2 separate regions of the Mus musculus genome follow, and region 1 is linked to region 2. Evidence: chromatin contacts called from public HiChIP or PLAC-seq data. All regions are on one chromosome and are shown on one strand. Each heading gives the region's core, a stretch centred on a gene start, on an enhancer-like site or on the middle of the called end of the contact. The rest is flanking DNA. Distances are from core to core; before and after follow the strand shown.

The links. HiChIP or PLAC-seq counts read pairs in DNA pulled down with a chosen protein or histone mark.
Region 1: a contact with region 2 is called in an H3K4me3 HiChIP or PLAC-seq map of bone marrow-derived macrophages, with 5 times the contacts expected there. The contact joins two enhancer-like sites. A contact is called at or near these places in 6 of 39 promoter capture datasets (the 3T3-L1 cell line, hippocampal neurons, liver and 3 more), 1 of 484 Hi-C or Micro-C datasets (bone marrow-derived macrophages) and 9 of 115 datasets of contacts at active chromatin or transcription factors (VIP interneurons, bone marrow-derived macrophages, cardiomyocytes and 6 more).

What each region holds. Positions count from the first base shown.
Region 1 is chr17:86,934,425-86,940,240 of GRCm38.p6, reverse strand. No RefSeq gene overlaps it. Among named protein-coding and RNA genes, the nearest start is that of Atp6v1e2, 11 kb to the left of the region's middle. Within about 2 kb of position 2,295, at least 213 of the 459 cell types and tissues checked have an H3K27ac peak or open chromatin away from gene starts, as enhancers often do. A contact at or near this core is called in bone marrow-derived macrophages and liver, where this site is marked.
Region 2 is chr17:86,491,461-86,497,252 of GRCm38.p6, reverse strand. Prkce (protein kinase C, epsilon) reads right to left here. Exons shown (of 15, transcript NM_011104.3): 9 at 3,833-4,032; 10 at 1,142-1,315. Among named protein-coding and RNA genes, the nearest start is that of Gm30284, 49 kb to the right of the region's middle. Within about 2 kb of position 2,197, at least 26 of the 459 cell types and tissues checked have an H3K27ac peak or open chromatin away from gene starts, as enhancers often do. A contact at or near this core is called in bone marrow-derived macrophages and liver, where this site is marked.

The sequences.
Region 1 (5,816 bases), core at 1,046-3,545, 440 kb before region 2:
GAAGGAAAGAAGAAAGGGAGAAAGGGAGGGGAGGAAAAGAAATATGGATATATAGATATGGGCACTGGGTAGGAGATCGGGGATAGAGGTTCTCGTTGCAGAGTTGCAAGCCACTTGCTGGAGTAAGCTAGGAGCTCATGTTCTGTCCTGACTTTCCCTTGGTGAGGCAGGAGAGACATGCAGTTTCTCTCTGGGGTGATTTGACGGTAAAAGAAAACAAAATAGAAAGCTCTGGGGAAAAGCCAAAGAGAGATCTATGTGTTCCAAACCTTAACTCAGTGGAATTGTTTTTATTACTGCATGATACAAGACATAAGAAAACAGTATGGAAGTCCAGCACGATTAGCAAGCCTTAAAACTTGGAGCATTTAGTATCTGAAGTTTATAATTTGGCTCCTTTTAAAGTTACCATATGCTCACTTTTCCTGTGAATAAAAAATATGCATCTTTAAATAATTATGCACAATATATTTATTATACTTATCATTTTATGCCTAGGTTTTTCACATGAAATCATGGATCTTTGTAATTATCATTTTCTTTGTTTGCTTGTTTGTTGCAAGACAAGTTTTCTCTGTGTAGCCCTAGTGTCCTGAAACTTCCTCTGTAGACCAGACTGGCCTTGAACTCACAGAGATCTGCCTGCCTCTGCCTCTGAGTGCTGGGATTAAAGGTGTGCGCCACTACTGCCTGGCTGTAAGTTTCATTTTCAATGTCCATAAACTATTGCAAGCAACATGTTTCATAATTTAACGAACCCAGCAGAAACTGACAGCTGAATTACTTTCAAAGTTTCATTTCTGTAAATAATTCTGTAACACATTTTTAAAAAGTAAAATAGATCTGTACGTAGTATTTTGTCTAGTTGTGCTACCGAGAGATACCATAGTAAAAATACAGAGATCTGCTTTTTGAGAAAGAGAGAGAGAGATTCTTGTAATGTTGGTTGGTCTCAAACTCACCGTGTAATAATCATAGCTGACCTTCAAATCCTAACGTTCCCACCTCTACCTCCCAAGTGCTGGGAATACAAGCATGGACCACCACACCCCACACCATTTCCTAGGTGTTTTGTGTATGGGGGGGGGGTCTCCTTTTTACATGCATGCACATCGCTGGCCTAATGGTGCACACGCAGAGTTATCATGTGACTTAGAATGGTTTTATTCACTTACTTATTTTACCCGCTGCTACTGTGGTAAGCAGTAAGTGCCTGAGGGTCAGGGGGTCAGAGTCTAGATGAATAGGAACCAAACTCAAAGCAAGGCTCGACTAAATTCTTCCGTCTCAGCACTCATGCCTTGGTCAGCACTCATGCCTTGGTCAGCACTCATGCCTTGGTCAGCACTCATGCCTTGGTCAGCACTCATGCCTTGGTCAGCTGGTTAACCCTGAGATCCCTTTGGAAGGAGAGGGCTTGCCTTTCCAGGGATCCCAGAGAGAGCCTCCGTCAGCACTGGCACACGGTAAGCACGCCATAAGTACCAGCCGATCCTTTTTTTTTTTTTTTTTTTTTTTTTTTTTAATGTATACTCCATGTCAGGAAGCATTCTCAGATAAGATTTTTTTTTATTTTCTTAATTATTGTCATATGTGTTTGAGTGTTTTGAGTGAATGTATGAAAAGGGTAGTCCATATATGTGGGTGGTGTCTGGTACTCCCCAGACAGATCCTCAGGAGCTGGACAGACAGTGGTCAGTCACCACATAGGTGCTGAGGACAAAAATCAGAGTTCCCTGGAAGAGCACCAATGCTCTTAACTCCAGAGCCGTTATTCCAGTCCTGCGGTCATCATTTATAGTGACTTCCTAGTGCTGTGCTGTTTTATATACTTCAACTTATTCAATGTCACTGCATATTTTGTTTATCTTAGTAGAGCAGTGATTTTTGGGTACCTGAAGTTCTGCCCCAGTTTTAAGTATTTCCACCCCAGACTTGTGTTATCGGAGTTAAAGGGTATCATAATTTTTAAGAGGCCGCTAAAGCATATGCTAAGTTGCTTCAACAGAAGAGATTTTAAGATCAGGGCTCAAGCTTGGTTTTCAAACTGCAGCAGCAGGAACAACCCTTTCCTACCTCCCTTTTAAAGTTGTCGCGCTGGAAGGCATACACTTCAGATTCCTGAACTTTTGAGACGGTCCCTTGCTTGTGAAAGGGACCAGAGTATAGAAAGGGGAGGAGGAAGAGGAGGAGAAGGAGGAGGGAAGAGCAGGTTTGAATGTCATAAACGCCCTGTCTGACTGTCTTAGTAATTGTATCACGGCTGACAGATGCAGCAGCGGTCACGTGGCACGAGCATGACCTCATAGCTCCGGGCCTGTGCCAAGGCCCAGCAGCTGTGGGAGGAGGGGAGGCAAGGTCGGCTGCATCACCCCAAGTTGGCAAGTTACTTAAAGGAGGCTTGAGGGCCTGGGAACTCTTCTTGGTCCCCGGAGTGCAGAGGAAGGAGATGCTCCGACTTTTTCCTGATGGTCCGGAAACGATATTTCGCTGCTTCATTAGTAACTATTTGCTGCGTGCAGCTGGATGCCCAGCTCCGACTGCATGCCAAGCTCTGTGCCAGGCGATCTGCCCATTTCCTTTCCCTGCGCTCTGATTAGCCACATCTTATTGCCCAGGAAATAGGATTGGAAACAGAATGAGAAAACTTTAGGTTCAAGCCAAGAAGTGAGGACAGGACTGGCAGCTTCAGGCGCCCCCCTCCTTCCCCCTCCCACCCCCCCCCTGCTTTTGAGGTTGGGACCCTTGGGATGCGGGAAACTTCCTGAAAGAAAGGGGAGAGGCAAGATGGGACAGGAAAGCACAGCAGACAGAACTTACCTAGATCTGTAAGGCAGAGAAGGGCATTTTTGAGAGAACCATCAAGATAAGTAGATCAAAAGGACAGAATTCATAGAGTGAAGGAGCGCTCTCTTCCCACCTAACCAGCTATGACAGTTCCACTTCCCTGTAGAATGCCTGCGAAAGACTGGCAAAGACCCAGGAAACATTTACAACCCTAGGTTTTGCATGCACTCTAGACAGCTTCCTAGTACATGAAAATGCCAATTCCATCACAGGCAATCATGCCTGTGAATGTTCCAACCCCTGGATGCCTGTGTACACACACACATAAATAAATACACATACACACACACACACAAATGTGCACACACACACATGCACACACAAACCACAAGCACACACATATACACACATAACACACGTGCATACACACATACACACACAAACGCATGTGCACACACACACATTTTTCTTAGACTTCTTAAGGAACAAATCCATGCAGCTTCTTGTACATTTTTAGGCTTAAGCATTCAAATATTTTCCCTCAGTTTAAATCCTTACATGGGATACACTTTCTGGTATATTGCAAATATTGACATTTTAAAGTAAAATGGTTACAGTACTCTGAAACATGTTTCCAAATGCAACACCGCAGTGGTTGGCTACCCACTGCCATCCCTTTTAAAAATACATGAAGACGTTGGAACCATTTCATCTCTCTCTCTCTCTCCCCGGCGTCACACATTTCTACTCCATTTCTCGGTTTAGCCCACACTTTTATGAATGGAAGTCTCCTGGATCCATATCATAGCCTCGCTCACTCCAGCGTGACTATTTTTGTATACCTGTATTCATACAAAATGAGTTCGTTTAACACATTTCTTGTGACTGTTCACTCTCTCTTTATCTTTATCATTAAAAAAAATCATTTTGATAACTTTATATTTGATCGATTATACCATTACCCTTTCTAAACCCCTGAACCCTTCTCCTGAACAACTTCCTTCCCCCCTCTCTGTGTATGTGCATGTGTTCATGTGTGAGTGCCTGTGTGTGTAGGCTCATGTATGTGCATGTGTGTATTTGTGAGTGACTGTGTGCACACATGCACACAGTGTGTATGTATGTGCAAATGTATGTGTGTATGTGTGCACTTTTGTGTGCATGTGTGTGTGTGTGTGTGTGCCCTAATTCAGCTTGCTTGAATGTGTAGGGGAGAGGGTGGGTTGGCATGGGTAGAGTAAGGAGTGAGGGTAGGTTGGCATGAGTAGAGACGAGGAGTGAGATGGGTTGACATGGGTAGGGATGAGGGGAGAGGGTGGGTTGGCGTGGGTGGGGTAAAGGTGGCCTCCAGGAGGCACTGGGTAGTGTGTGGAGCCTTGTACTTAGAGGTTCCCAGTGAGCTTCTGTCAGTTTGACGCTGTTCCTTTATCTTAAAGGGCAAAGTCAAGAAAGCCAAACTGGCATGGACTTCTCAGCTCAGTTCATAGACCTCCTCTCTGTCGGTGCCTCATGTCCCAAACCTTTGGTCTCAGCTGAGACTTAGTTGAGAAAAATCGTTAAAGCTCAAGGTTTCAGGCGGCTGTGTGGCAGCTTTCTGTTTAGCCTGGAGCAAGGAATCTATGAACCATTATTTTTGAAATCTGTAATCACAGCCTGGGAAAACTCACACCCCGATTCACTAGGAATGAGCTGGGAGAGCCCTCTCACAAGTAGCACTTTTTAAGGATCTCAGCTCCTTACTTTTATAGACACCCAGCAGAAGCTTGCAAATAGAGCGTGGCAAAAACAGGCTTTTAAATGTGGATACAAAGTAGCCGGACACATGGCTCAGTGTTCTAGCCTCTTATGCTGGTGAATTATACTTCAGAATCACCCCACAGGTCAAGAATAAATTTAGAACCTACGTACTACTCTGATGGCTTCACGAGAGGATGGTAGCTGTGTGGAGAGCTGACTCCAGCCCAGGCACAGTCTTCCTCAGCTGCACCCACAGCCCATAGGTGGCTCATCTTTCAACACCAACTCTGCCTCAAATTTTGAGAGCTTGCTACATTCTACCATCATGGAGGACCCATCTGGGGAGGCACCTGCAGATCTTAGAAACAGATTCTAAACCTCTGAGGTGGGGAACTCCATGGTTTTATGTATCCCAGGGAATGTTCCAGAAAGCAAAGTCATAGTTGGGTGTGTTGCCTGGGTGAGGTACATCCCCTAAGAAAGACTGAGGCTGGAGAGCTTTGTTAGTGTGCCAGTCTAGAATAATGTCAGTCTATAATGGTGGCAGCTACATGATCTAGGGCTTTCTGCAGCTCACCCTGCCACACAGAGACAGGGAGACTCGACTTGCTTTTCTTCATTTGGGAGCTGCTTTATTAAGAGACTGTTCACCTCACATGCATTTTACCCATTTAAAAGCGTACAATTCAAATGCTTTTAGTATATTTGTAGAGCTGTATAGCCAATTACCACCACGATCAGTTTCAGAACCATTCAAGACCCCAAGGGAAACTCTGTACACTTTGGCTGTCACCCCACAATTTCCCTGTTCCTATAATCTTAATCAAGCACTTTATTTCTCATCATTGTGGAATAATACGTGGATGACCTACATTTTACTACCCACCTACTACACACAATGGGCTTTTAGGTTGCACAGAGCACTGTGCGCTGGCATTATCAGCTGCCCCTGAATTGCACAGTGGACTTACCTTCCCAGCCAGGCCCCACTGTGATTCTCTTGGCACCATGATCAATGCCCTCTCTGCCTTACCTTGCCAGTGCAGGAGCTGTTTAAACCCAAGGATGGAGCAGACAAGGCTCTCCTTGCAGAAGGGCACATGCTCTCCTGGGTACCCCAGGAGCTCTCCCTGTAGCTTGGAAACTCCCTTGTGTGGGTTCATCTCCACATCTTTCTCCATAGACGAGGCTGGAAAGAGACACTCACTCAGTGTTGGTGCAGAGCACAGGTGGGTCCACGTAAAGAGAGCACCTGTCCTTGTACGACTTTCTTTATATTGGCTTCATCCTCA
Region 2 (5,792 bases), core at 948-3,447:
CCTAGATCAGTGTTGCTTACTGATGTCATGCGTGGGTTGATGGGGGAGAGTCGGGACCAAAATAATTGGGCAACTGTGGATTAAACTAAGGTAATCTTTCTTGGTACGCTGCAGGACTCTTCCGGGACTCCAGTGAGCTAATGTGACCTGAGACTACTGGATGGGAGCTCAGGCCACAGAGTCTCCCATTCCTAAAGCTCCTCAGACAAGCAGGGTTCTCAGAAACTGCCTCAGGGGTAAGGGTGGGGGCTGGAGCAAAGAGGCTGTCAAGTTTCTGATGGCAGGAACGGGGTCTTGTTCACCAGGACCTAGCATATAGAACACATGTATGCGTGTGCACATGCGCACACACATACACACACATACACACACACACACACACACACACACACACACACACACACACACACGAGCACCTACATACATGTCACCCTTCACTGTCTAGGACCCAGTCTGGATTGCCTTCTAAAGCACACAAATACTACAGATTCACAATGCATCCTAGAAGACTTTCTCCCATACGCATTTCCAAAAAGGAAAATAAAATAAGAATTTTTATGAAGAACATGTGCTGTTTCTGTAAGAATAATACCAAATCAGATGGGTGTGGGTGTGTGCTACAATGTCCATACACACACTCATCCTTTACTGCCACCTGCTGGCAGCCAGGTAACTTTTATATGGTTGGATTTCACTGTGGAATTCCAAGCATTTGTTTAGATTCAACATCTCCTATGACATCACACAAGGTAGAAGGATGAAGGTAGCTTTTGCTTTTTTTTTTTTTCTTCTTTTGAGCTGAAGCAGCCTAGAAGCAATCTTACTGTTGATTGAAAAGAGCTGGAACCGGGTTTACACCGCATCTGTTGGTTTTTCCAATGAGTCAACACTGGGGTTGACCATTTGGCTTTGAGTTGCCACAATCTGAAAGTGCACTATCGATCTTTCATCCCTGCACAGACACACATATGGTGTTCAATCGAACGCCTATCTCTGCAAGGGTAAAATCCACTCCACCACACTAAGTCTTGGAGAGAGGTACGCAGACGGTCAAAAGTGGTTTCTGATAGCTTAGATTCTGTGTGTTAGATGCCACGATACTACCCAAGAGGTCAGCTGGCCAGCCCCTTCTTAAGCATACCTTGGTCTGGAAGCAGCAATAGAGTTGGGTTAGATAAGGGTGTTTCCGAGCCAGAGCCAAAATCCTCTTCTCTGTCATTGTGCAGTCCACATCATCGTCTTGTAGGATAACGTCCTTCTTCAAGACCTTCACAGCGTAGACTTCATCTTTGCCTTTGAGTTCCGCCAACATGACCTGCAACCAGTTTTAACACATCTGGTCAGTCTTCACACCCACAGAACCAAATGATGTCAAATATCTAAGTGTCAATTGTTTCTTTCTTTCATTTTTAATGAAGATGTTTAGGAAGCTAACATTTTAAACGTTTAGGGAAACTACCTAAGGGGTTTTTTTTTTTTAAATCTCTGGCACAGTGCTCAGGTAAGAGAAGTTTAATGCACAGGGGCTAATTATTCATATCTTCATCTCCACTAGTGATACTGTAATTATCAGAGAACAAATGTAGCGTGCTTCCTATCTCTCCCTTGTATCTTTCTCTTCTCGCCTTTTCCCTCTTTCTTCATTTCTTTTGACAGTTCCCACTATGTAGCCCATGTTGGTCTTGAACTCATGACACTTCTGTTTCATCCAAATGCTAAAATATTAGGTGTGCCCCACCATACCACACACACATACAGACTTTCAGAAGAAGCAATATGTTATATGTATTTTCCTATAAAGTCTTCATCTCTATCATGATTGCTGGTACTCAGTTCAAAGTAAATACACTATAATTGATTCTGCTATCTCCTTCATATTAGAAACAAGTTATACCCAATTAAGTTCTATATAAGTTGCGCTGAGTGCTTTTGGACACAATTTAAAATTTTGTTTGGCATTATATCCTTGAAATAGATAGTTTTAGAACTAAAGGGTTGAACATTTTACACACTTCCCGATTTTTAAAAAAAGACTTGTTTATTTACTTATATAAGTACATGTCTTCAGACACACCAGGAGAGGGCATCGGATCCCATTACAGATGGTTGTGAGCCACCACGTGGTTGCTCAGGACCTCTAGAAGAGCAGACAGTGCCCCTAACTGCTGAGCCATCTCTGCAGCCCACATTTCCTGGTTTTTAAGAGGGCTACTTCAGAGAATAGCGTCTCTGAGCATGGGGCCGCTTTCACCTTCCCCTTCTGTTGGCTTGCTTCCTCTTCCTTGACAAACGGGAGACATTACCCTGACTCTGCTTTCAACTTGCAGTCTACCTTCCTGGGAGATTTATTTTCCAGTCGATTCTCTTTGTGGGAGAGTTTTCTCCTCTGTCTAGTTATTTGGGGTTGTTACTTCTAAGTCGGTACACATAAGAGACATAAAGACAAACCTCTTGCTCTCCGCACTGGCCCTCCCTTGCCTGCTTCATGACAAGCTGCTGCTATCTTTTCTTACTGAACATAACCTCTTTATCTGTGTGTACTTAATCGTGCCCTGTGTTTGCCTTTACAGTTTTATCCACAGTGCTGCAGGTAAAGACACAATTCCTTCCCCTGAGGGCTTATGGGGAGTCTGTTTTCTTGGCATTTGCCTATCAGTTGGCGTTTTCATTTATCTCCAAATAGTTGCAGGTCATTCTCCTTCCTGGGAACTTTGAAGAATGCTATTCCAATGTTGCCGTCAAAGTAAACCGAACATAACCCAAGGAACTTGAGAGGGTGCGGATTCTGTCACCTACAAAATACAGCCTATGTAAAACGGGCTCCAAGCTGCTTGCGATGGTGTGATTTTGCCTAAGAAGCCAGCTAAGCGCTCAGAGTCTTCAGGACCCCTATCCTGTCTACCTTACGTGCAGACCTGGGAGTTCTGAGCATGCTCAGTTCCCTAGAATCCTGCTCAGATTCAGACCTAGCCCTGCTCATAGCCTAAGCCAGAGCCACACGTAAACCAGAGGCCTGGGGTCTGTTTCTTATTAAGCTAGTTTTTAAAGAATGTGATCGATTCAGCAGTTGCCATCTGAGGAAATTTCAGTAACCTCCCTGCCAGGTGATCTCGGGACAGATAGGGCAGGTGAGTGCCTGCAGAGGCAGGCCCTGTGCCTGAGGGCTTCACGGAGCCTTCCCTCAGAATGGCCTTGGAATGGTGAATTAGGCCTTTCACTCCTGGCTGCTTCCCAGAGCCCAGCACAAATGAGAGAACCTAACTGCTACACCAGGCACGGTATTAAGACAGACAAGGAGACAGATAGACAGATATCTGAAATGCCCCTCATTTTTCTGGGCTCTTTGCATTTTGCCAGGACCATCACTGGTGGGCACAGCCCCACAAGGCATAGAGTGCAGCAGAGATCTGGGGGAAATGCCCTCAAGGGCAAAGGCCCGGATCCACTACACAATTATCCAGCTCTCCTCTCACGTGGAGAAGAAGAGCAGAATGGTTAGCAAGCACCAGGAAAATCAGTTAAGGACATTCAGCTTCCAGAGTCCTACACAGCAAGGTTTGCTCTGAACCTGGAGTCCACCAAGGACAGACGCTCAGAGCTCATGCTTAAGGTTTTCCTACTGAGAAAGCGGGATTTCACATGGCTCTCTGCACAAAGGAAGAAATGTGCACATGGAGTTGACAGTTGGGAAGAAGGGACATGCTAACACATGAAACTGCTCAGTGTGGTCCCTCCCTCCCTCCCTCCCTCCCTCCCTCCCTCCCTCCCTCTTTGCCTCTTTTCCCCATTTGATAAGTGAGAACTACTGAATCCTACGGTGATGCCCACAGACCTTGCCAAAGCTGCCTTTGCCCAACACCTTGATGAAGTTGAACTCATCCAGCCCCAAGCGCTTGGCCTGGCCTGGCCGGACTTCCCCGTTCTCTCCGGGGCTTGCCAGCTGGCCATCGGTGGCCGACGACGCTCGGTGCTCCTCTCCTCGGTTGTCAAATGACAAGGCCTTCCGAATGTTGTTTTCAAGTTCTTTTAGTTCTAGGGCCAAAGGTAAAAAGGAACTGGATTAGGACACACCTCATGAGCCATTTACATTAAGACTCAACCTTCAGGACCCATGATCATCCTTCATTTCTTCGTGGCGGCGGCAGACCCAGGGGCATCCTGTAGGTTCCTCCATCTGTCTAACATGTTTCTTTCAGTACCTAAGGTACAACAAGGCGTCAATCTGCAAAGACGAGGAAGACACAGTTCCCGATCTGTTGGGACTCATTGCCACCAAAGGCCTCTGAAGGCCTAGCAACCTTGTCCATAATTTCGGTGTGGTGAGACTACATGCCTTCCCTGGATCTCTGCAGACTCAGGGGCAACAAGGCACCCTTCCCTTCAACTTTCCTTTGAAGATGAGAACACTCAGAAGTCACCCTCACAGGCGTTCCTGGTGACAGAATCACTCACTCACTCACTCACTCACTCACTCACTCACTCACTCACTCGCGGGGGCTGTGAACTAGAACCAAAAGAACTTGAAAACAACATCTAGGAAGCCTTTGTTTTTTCTAAACGCCTTTACTTAGCCTTGAGGTTGGCTTTATGCTGAGCACTTGCCCCACACGAAGCTACCCAATAGAATGAGCCACAGGCTTATCATTAACAAAGATTAGTTTCCCACAATGGCATGCCACAAACTTATCTCTGCTGGGTCAGGAATTCCGCAGTACAATTTCTCAACTACGAGACAGTCTTGTGGCCTTCTGGAGTATGTGACCTAAATTACCTGGATGACAGTGCTGGGTGGCCCTCTGACCCTTTCTGTATGAAGAAGGTCTTTTATGGTTAGACATTCATTCGCCAACAGGAGCACTCATCTGTGTAGTATGGGTGTCCTGACATGATCCTACTGTAAAAGACTCTCATGAGTAACAGGGGTTACAGACGGTGACAGAGTATCTATGCCTCGGAATGAAGACAGATCAGTGAGCAGCACCTCTGGAGAGGAAGGTCTCTGCTTCCTTTCCAGAAGGACTCGAGTCCTAAGGGCCCACGCAGGGGATCTGGAGTGAACTCATAACGGGGTGGAAGGACAACAGCCAAGCCCGCAGACAGCCCTGCATGACAGACTCAGAAGTTCTGTAGCTCACTCACTCCAAGATATGACTTTTGTCCCGCCGGGAAGGCCTCAGTTGTTAAGAGCATCTTGGAAGGTAGAACTCAGGTGTCTGAAGACCCCAAAGCTCAAAGAAAATGGCTTTCTGAATTCTTACAGAAGAGGAGAAAGAGTTTCTCGCTCATCTCAGTTTTGTGATATGTTACATATCCTTTAGTTCTCCTGTGAGGCTGGGAAGCATGGGACCTGCCTGGATGGCACATCTGTCTGAATAAAGGCCCAAGAGGCACAGCAGACAGCACACCAGGCAAGAGCCAGGCCTAAAAATCAGGGGTATGTCACTCTATCTAGGTCTGTTATCATTGGACCCCATCTCTTTGAGGTTTCAGGACATTCTGTATGAAAAAGGGGGAAAGCTGAAAATGTCTGACTGGCCCAGGATAGGATCTCTAAGCTGATTACTTAGGGAGGGATGGAATCTCTTTGGGAATGAAGTAAAGACACAGCAAGTGAAAGAGGCTGGAAGAGGAGCTGAGAGTGACTAATCTATAGTCTCAAGACTGGAGAAGGGCCACTGAAACGGTCCTGCTCACTCCTGAGTAAGAAGCGCTGTGTCATAGCGATGACCTCCAATGAGGAGCTCATTGTTCAGGAGAGGCACAGGCCAGTCCTGGACACCAACTTGGTTCTG